Regions from separate parts of the Ovis aries genome. Here region 2 is linked to region 1. The links are chromatin contacts, called in public Hi-C maps. All regions are on one chromosome and are shown on one strand. Each heading gives the region's core, a stretch centred on a gene start, on an enhancer-like site or on the middle of the called end of the contact. The rest is flanking DNA. Distances are from core to core; before and after follow the strand shown. Region 1 has its middle 65 kb from the start of TRNAG-CCC. Region 2 has its middle 210 kb from the start of TRNAG-CCC.

What was found. Hi-C and Micro-C count contacts between places; a contact is called where the count stands out from the background.
Region 2: a contact with region 1 is called in a Hi-C map of liver, with 4 times the contacts expected there. The contact joins two enhancer-like sites. A contact is called at or near these places in 2 of 16 Hi-C or Micro-C datasets (liver and tail adipose tissue).

The regions. Positions count from the first base shown.
Region 1 is chr2:54,259,134-54,262,196 of ARS-UI_Ramb_v3.0, forward strand. No RefSeq gene overlaps it. Among named protein-coding and RNA genes, the nearest start is that of TRNAG-CCC, 65 kb to the left of the region's middle. Within about 2 kb of position 1,313, at least 2 of the 54 cell types and tissues checked have an H3K27ac peak or open chromatin away from gene starts, as enhancers often do. A contact at or near this core is called in liver, where this site is marked.
Region 2 is chr2:54,406,007-54,409,431 of ARS-UI_Ramb_v3.0, forward strand. No RefSeq gene overlaps it. Among named protein-coding and RNA genes, the nearest start is that of TRNAG-CCC, 210 kb to the left of the region's middle. Within about 2 kb of position 1,620, at least 1 of the 54 cell types and tissues checked has an H3K27ac peak or open chromatin away from gene starts, as enhancers often do. A contact at or near this core is called in liver, where this site is marked.

The DNA of each region.
Region 1 (3,063 bases), core at 63-2,562:
TGGCCTAGCATTTGGATCTGGAAGAGGCCTTAGGGGTCATTTATATCAAACCTTCTTACTCTACAGACAGCACAACCAAGACTTAGATACCATCCAAGGTCCAAAGACATGGGGTTGAACTGGTTTCCGTGTGACTCCAAGTGGAGATTTGGTTTTATGTGCTCAGTTTATTTCCAGTCCTACGTAAATATCATGTGTCAAAATAGCTCTCTATTGAGTGCAAATTGTACTAGGGTATCCAAACACTATTTTCTTTTATTCATTTAAAATGTGCTTTTGAGATTTTAAAGATACAGGAGTAAGTACTCTATGTTTGCAAGAGGTCTGATACAAGCTGTGTGGTGATATTCTTTAGAAAAGGCATTAGAACATGAAGACTGGAAAGCACTGGATAATTTTACTGTGGGATGCTGGACCAGCTCTCCTCGTCTCAATATTGTCACTTGTGAAATAGTAGTAATAAGGTCATTACTACCTAATTTATAAGATTGTTGTAAGGTTCAAATAATATGTGAGGGGAGTAAATACATTTTGTAGAGAGCTGTACAAAGAGTATAAATATTGACATCCAAAATAAAGTTTTTGAACCAGAAAATAAAGCATGGTAAAAATCATACAGAATTTTTTTTCTGTATAAAACTTGGCTAAAGGAAAGAAACCAGACACAAAAGGTCACATATTGTATTATTCCAATTACATGAACCATCCAGAATAGGTAAATGTGTGCATGGGGATGACCCAGAGAGATGTTATGGGGAGAGAGGAGGGAGGGGGGTTCATGTTTGGGAACGCATGTAAGAATTAAAGATTTTAAAATTTAAAAAAATAAATAAATTAATTAATTAAAAAAAAAAAAAAGAAAACAGATTGGTGGTTGCCAAGGGCTTGGAGAAGAGGGAGATGGAGAATGACTGCTTAATGGGTATGGACTTTCTCTTTGGGGTGATAAAATGTTTGGGAGCTACATAAAAATGTTGGTTATTGAACATTGTGAATGTACTAAATCCTGTTCACTATAAAACAATTAATTTTACTTATGAGAATTAAAAAAAAACAGACTTGGTGTGTGGAATGGTTTGGGGCTGGGTAGAGGGGTTGTGTCAGGAGTGTTTGTCCAGACGATTTAGTAAGGGAAATCTCAGACTAACAGGCTCCTTTAAGAAAGCATGTTTGTAATGTTTACTTTCAGCTGCTGTTACTGTTTGACTATCTCCATGAAGCTAAGTCCAGCAAATTCTGTGCACGGTCCACACCGTGTTATTGAGTAGTTTCCAATGATAACATGTCCCTGAACTCCACAGATGTTTAGACAAATGCCCTTTGGCCTCTGGAGTCCTCTGATCCTACTACGCAGTTGCTATGAAGGCTATAGGAGACAAGAGATTTGGGGAGGAAAGGATGGTTTCATTAGTTCTCTTTGACCCACTCTTGACAATTCACCGCTGCTAGAAATTACTGTTTTACTTGAAATGGTTCCAGGTGCTGACTTTTTACCCCCATAGTTAGCAAATCTTGACTTCTGTGTGTTTAACTTTCCTCAGTGGACCTCTACTCTGAGCTTCAAAGAGAACTGCTGTTTCATGGTATCAATTTTCTCACTGTAGGACATTGCTTTCTGATCTTTGCAAGGGCCCTGATTCTATTCCAAACATATGGGGTATTTTCAAAGGCTGTCAATTAATATCAAGATGATTTTTTTGCCTTCATTTACACTACAAATATTAAGAAATGATTAGTCAAGTTATCAACATGCTTCTACATCTTGCATGATTTGTGGCCCCAAATTTCAAGGAATGACTTATCTAATAATTTTGTGAATCATTTGTTATTCTGGGGGAAAAAAATCTAAATAGAAAAAAAGAAAACAGAAGCTTATATTAGATATAGAATCAGATAATCTGAACACTGAAATAGACTTTTCTCTATATTTGTCCAGCTAATAACATGGCATTTGAATATAACTCACCAAGTTCCCACAAGATTGCTGTCTGCCTTAAGTTTGATAGGAAGTATTAGAACATCAGAAAATTCTTCCCTAAACTGAGTCAAATTTTATCACCGTGCAGCTTCTATTACTACTCTTGGGTGTATCACTTGGAAATGTTACATTTGTGCTTAGTCGTTCAGTCGTGTCAGACTCATTGTGAACCCCTGGGCGGTATTAGCCTGCCAGGCTCCTCTGTCCATGGGATTTGCTAGGTAAGAATACTGGAGTGGGTTGCCATTTCCTTCTTCAGGGGATTTTCCTCTATAGACTTATGTTTACTCATGTCTCTATAAGAATTTGGTACCCAGAACAAAGTACAATATATCAGCTACCTAAAGTTTACACAGGAGAAACTGTAATCATGAACAACTCCTAAACAACAAGCATGTATGAATGAATCAAGTCAATATTCATATTTAGATGACTGTGTCTCAATATTCATATTGGTTATTCAGGGGGGTTAATTATAGAATGCAACTGGCAGGGTTAAAGTTTAAGAGATTTAGAGATATTTTAATAATAACAATCTACAACTGGAAAGAATATCAGGAGAGAGGACAAAAGGACTTATATTAACTGTATCCATGCACTGAACCAGCCAATGTGGTTGGTATTTTGCACATTTTTTTGTTTAAGATTTACTTGTCCTTCACACTTGAGCTCAAAGAGCACTTCCTCTGTGAAGCCTTCTCTGATTCCTCCTTCTTATGATTCATATCTCTATAGACCTCTTTTGGGGAACTGATCACTTCATGTATAATTAATGTTTACCTGCCCACTTTCTCCACCTGACTGCAGGTTCCTTTACAACACCTGGTGTCTAACTTGACTTTCATATGTGTTGTATGAATTAATGAATGTTAGTTTTTCATTAGTATATCCCAAGTGACTATAAATTAAGAGGATAGATCACATTATCAAATGGAATTCCCTCAGCAAAGCCTTAGAGGATCACAACTTTAAAAGTTGTGGTTTCACTCACATATTGATTTAATGCTCTCATTACAGGGAAAGAGACACAGATGTGTATAACGGACTTTTGGACTCAGAGGGAGAGGGAGAGGGTGGGATGATTT
Region 2 (3,425 bases), core at 370-2,869, 150 kb after region 1:
AGAACAAAACCAACTCCCCTGAAACTGGCACTATAAGTTTATCACAGCCAAGAGATAGTTCTGACAATAGCCACTCTTTATCATGTCTCTTCCCTTCCCTTTCCCTCCCAATCTCACATCCTGCCTAAAAATAGGAAGGTTATTTCGTAGTCTTGACTCTAAGTCAGCCTCACCCAGCAATTTGCATTTTTGCAAACACTTCAAGTATCCCATTAGGAATATATGTCTTAGCTTGTGCTTCATTTGGAAACATGGCTCTACTGTGATGGCACTCCCCATGCTGATTTGAGAAATGGGTCATTTTCACAATCTATGTAGATCCACAAAAACACCTTGGGACATATACACAATGGAATATACTCAGCCATTAAAAAGAATACATTTGAATCAGTTCTAATGAGGTGGATAAAACTGGAGCCTATTATACAGAGTGAAGTAAGCCAGAAAGAAAAACACCAATACAGTATACTAATGCATATATATGGAATTTAGAAAGACGGTAACAATAACCCTGTATGTGAGAGAACAAAAGAGACACAGATGTATAGAACAGTCTTTTGGACTCTGTGAGAGAGGGAGAGGGTGGGATGATTTGGGAGAATGGCATTGAAACATGTATAATATCATATAAGAAACAAATAGCCAGTCCAGGTTTGATGCAGGATACAGGATGCTTGGGGCTGGTGCACTGGGATGAACCAGAGGGATGGTACGGGAAGGGAGGTGGGAGGGGGGTTCAGGATGGGGAACACGTGTACACCCGTGGTGGATTCATGTTGATGTATGGCAAAACCAATACAATATTGTAAAGTAAAAAAAAAAAAAAGGAAAAAAAAATCACACACAATAAATAAATCAATAAAATATAAACTGAATTTTATAAAATAAACAAACAAACAAACAAACAAACAAACACATCTGGGGTTGTTGACAGTCTATGAAACTACCAACCGTTGCTTTGCTTTTCTTCTCCTCTCTTCTTCTCTCCCCTCCTGAACCTTTCTCCCTTCCTTATTATTTTGCTCCCTGAAGACTTTTGCCCTCTTCATTTATACTCTGTCTTAAGCATGAGGAAGTATTATTAATATTTTTCCTCCTCATATATATATGTGTGTGTGTGTGTGTGTTAAGTAAGTATTTTTTTTGGTAATAGATAGACTACCTTCTCCATTTTCATGGTTGATGCTTGTAATTTATTAAAAACATTTTTCTCCATAACTAAACATCATGACACTGAGATAGAGACATGGAACCTGAGAGAGGAAACCTAACCCTGAGTTTTAGGAAGCCTCGGATAAGAACAGGAGGAGTTTTCTGAATCACTAAACTTCGCCTTAATTTTCTCCATCAAGTGGGTGGAATATTCTTTTTTGTGCAAATATTCTCTGACTGATATCTGAAGTTCTGTTATCCACAGAATGAAAACCTGCTCTTCCATCAAGTTTCTAACACTTGCTTCTCCCTATGAAGCTCACTCCTTACAACCTGAAATTCATGAAATGAAAGTTGGAGTTCTGGAAAGCAATTTGGTAGCCCAAGTTAAGAGGAAAGGTCAGGTGAGCCTTGCTTCCTCATGTAGAGGACAGCCACCATAGCAGAGGTCAGTCAGCTCAGGGACTCTGCAACCTGCAATTCCACAGGTCAACAGATAGTTGTGTAATCACTACAGGGTAACTGGAGATGTATTAAAGATATATTGCCTTGTTAATTTTAGGAAAGCCAAGTGATATTTGTGTTGCTAGAAGGCTACCTGCAGGAAACATGCGAAAGTCAGAAATATTGGAAGGGTCTCTTACCCTGTTTCTTGAACTCCTTGAACTTCTTTTTCCTTTCCCATTCTCCACTGAAAGAAGTGGTTCTGAATGCTGAAAAACCCAACTGCCATTCTCCCAAAATTCTGATTTGATTTGTTTGGGGTGCATCCCTAGCACTGTTTTTTCAAAGTTCCCACGATTCTAATTTCTGTTGTAATTGAGAATCACTGCTCTAAAGCCTCCTCACTTTCTATATGTTATCCTCATGCAGTCCTATGTGGGTTGTGACCTGCATTTCTGTAGGGACTAGAACACGGAAAACGTATGCATTTGCAAAAGGAAGGAATGAATGTGGAAACAAAGGAGAAGAGGAATACACAGTAGAAACACGAGGTTGTGATAAATGACAATTTGTCTCTTGCAAACCCTAGATTTCCTTCTACCTCTAAATCTTTTCCATGAAAGAGCACCTCAGTGTTACCTTGCCACTATTTTAAAAAATAGTGTTTTTATCCTGGAATTCCTATCTAAATTGGCCAATGTAGTTTTTTAGACAGTGCCATTAGGAACAATATTTGTCTTCTTTTGAAAGGCTGAAGGGGGAAAGACAATGACCAAATGAGAGAATGAAAGGCTGCACCACTGGGTGGCTTTTTGATTATCCTAGGACCTCACATATCCATGCCCTAACTACAATGTGAAGCCTTGTTCTTTGAAAAGACACATTCGACTGTGTCAGAAAGAATAGCTGAGCAGTAGAATCAGTGGTGTATCTCCCCAAATTGTACATTTTAAATTGATAACCCTCCTCTGAGTATACTTTCTATTATGTCAAAAGGACCCAGGGTAAAGACTTATTCATTTATGACAAGTGATTGGCTAGATATGTTCTCATTAAACTGGATTGTATTTAGTACATGTGGGAAGGGCAGGTATAAGTGTTAAAAGGTGTTTTTTATCATGAAAGAACATATTTTAGTAGACCAGAGTTGCTGGTAACTATGAAAATTTGATTCCAGAAGGGTTTCATTCAGGGGAAAATTCACCTTGAAGATCAAGGAAATATTGAACATTCATGACAAGCAGCTTTCTCTGTCTCCTAGTGTGCATGACGGGGACAGGATCAGAGTGAACTGTGATTGTGCTGCATTTGAGCAAGGACACTGAACTGTCTGCACCAGGACACTGGAGGTGTGTATTAGCTCAGGTTGGCCCAGTGAGGGTAGAGGAGCAGCTCCCACAGAGGGCAGCACAGAAAGTTGGCTAAGAGTACAGAGATTGGGGTCAAACATTTCTGTGTTAGGATCCCTTTTACCTTTCATTAGATGAGCCTCTACTAAAAGAGACAGAGGGAGAGAGAGAGAGAGTGGGTTGCTGGGGCTGGGGCTTGGGGGAGAGAGAGAGGTTGAGAAAGAGAAGGAGACTGCAAAAGAGAGAGACTTGGAGCGGAGCTGAACTAAGAAGGGCTTCCTCCTTAATGGTAGGAGGCCTAACATTTCCAGAAAGAAATCTCTTCATATCAGAGTCAAACATCTGTGTTTATTATTAAATTTCTGGTCATTACTGAGAACTATGTGGAAAGTAAGTTATAGTTCATAAGAACTATACATGAACGTATAGTTCATAAGATGCTATTTATCTGGTAATCATAGTATATATTTTGCTAAGAAA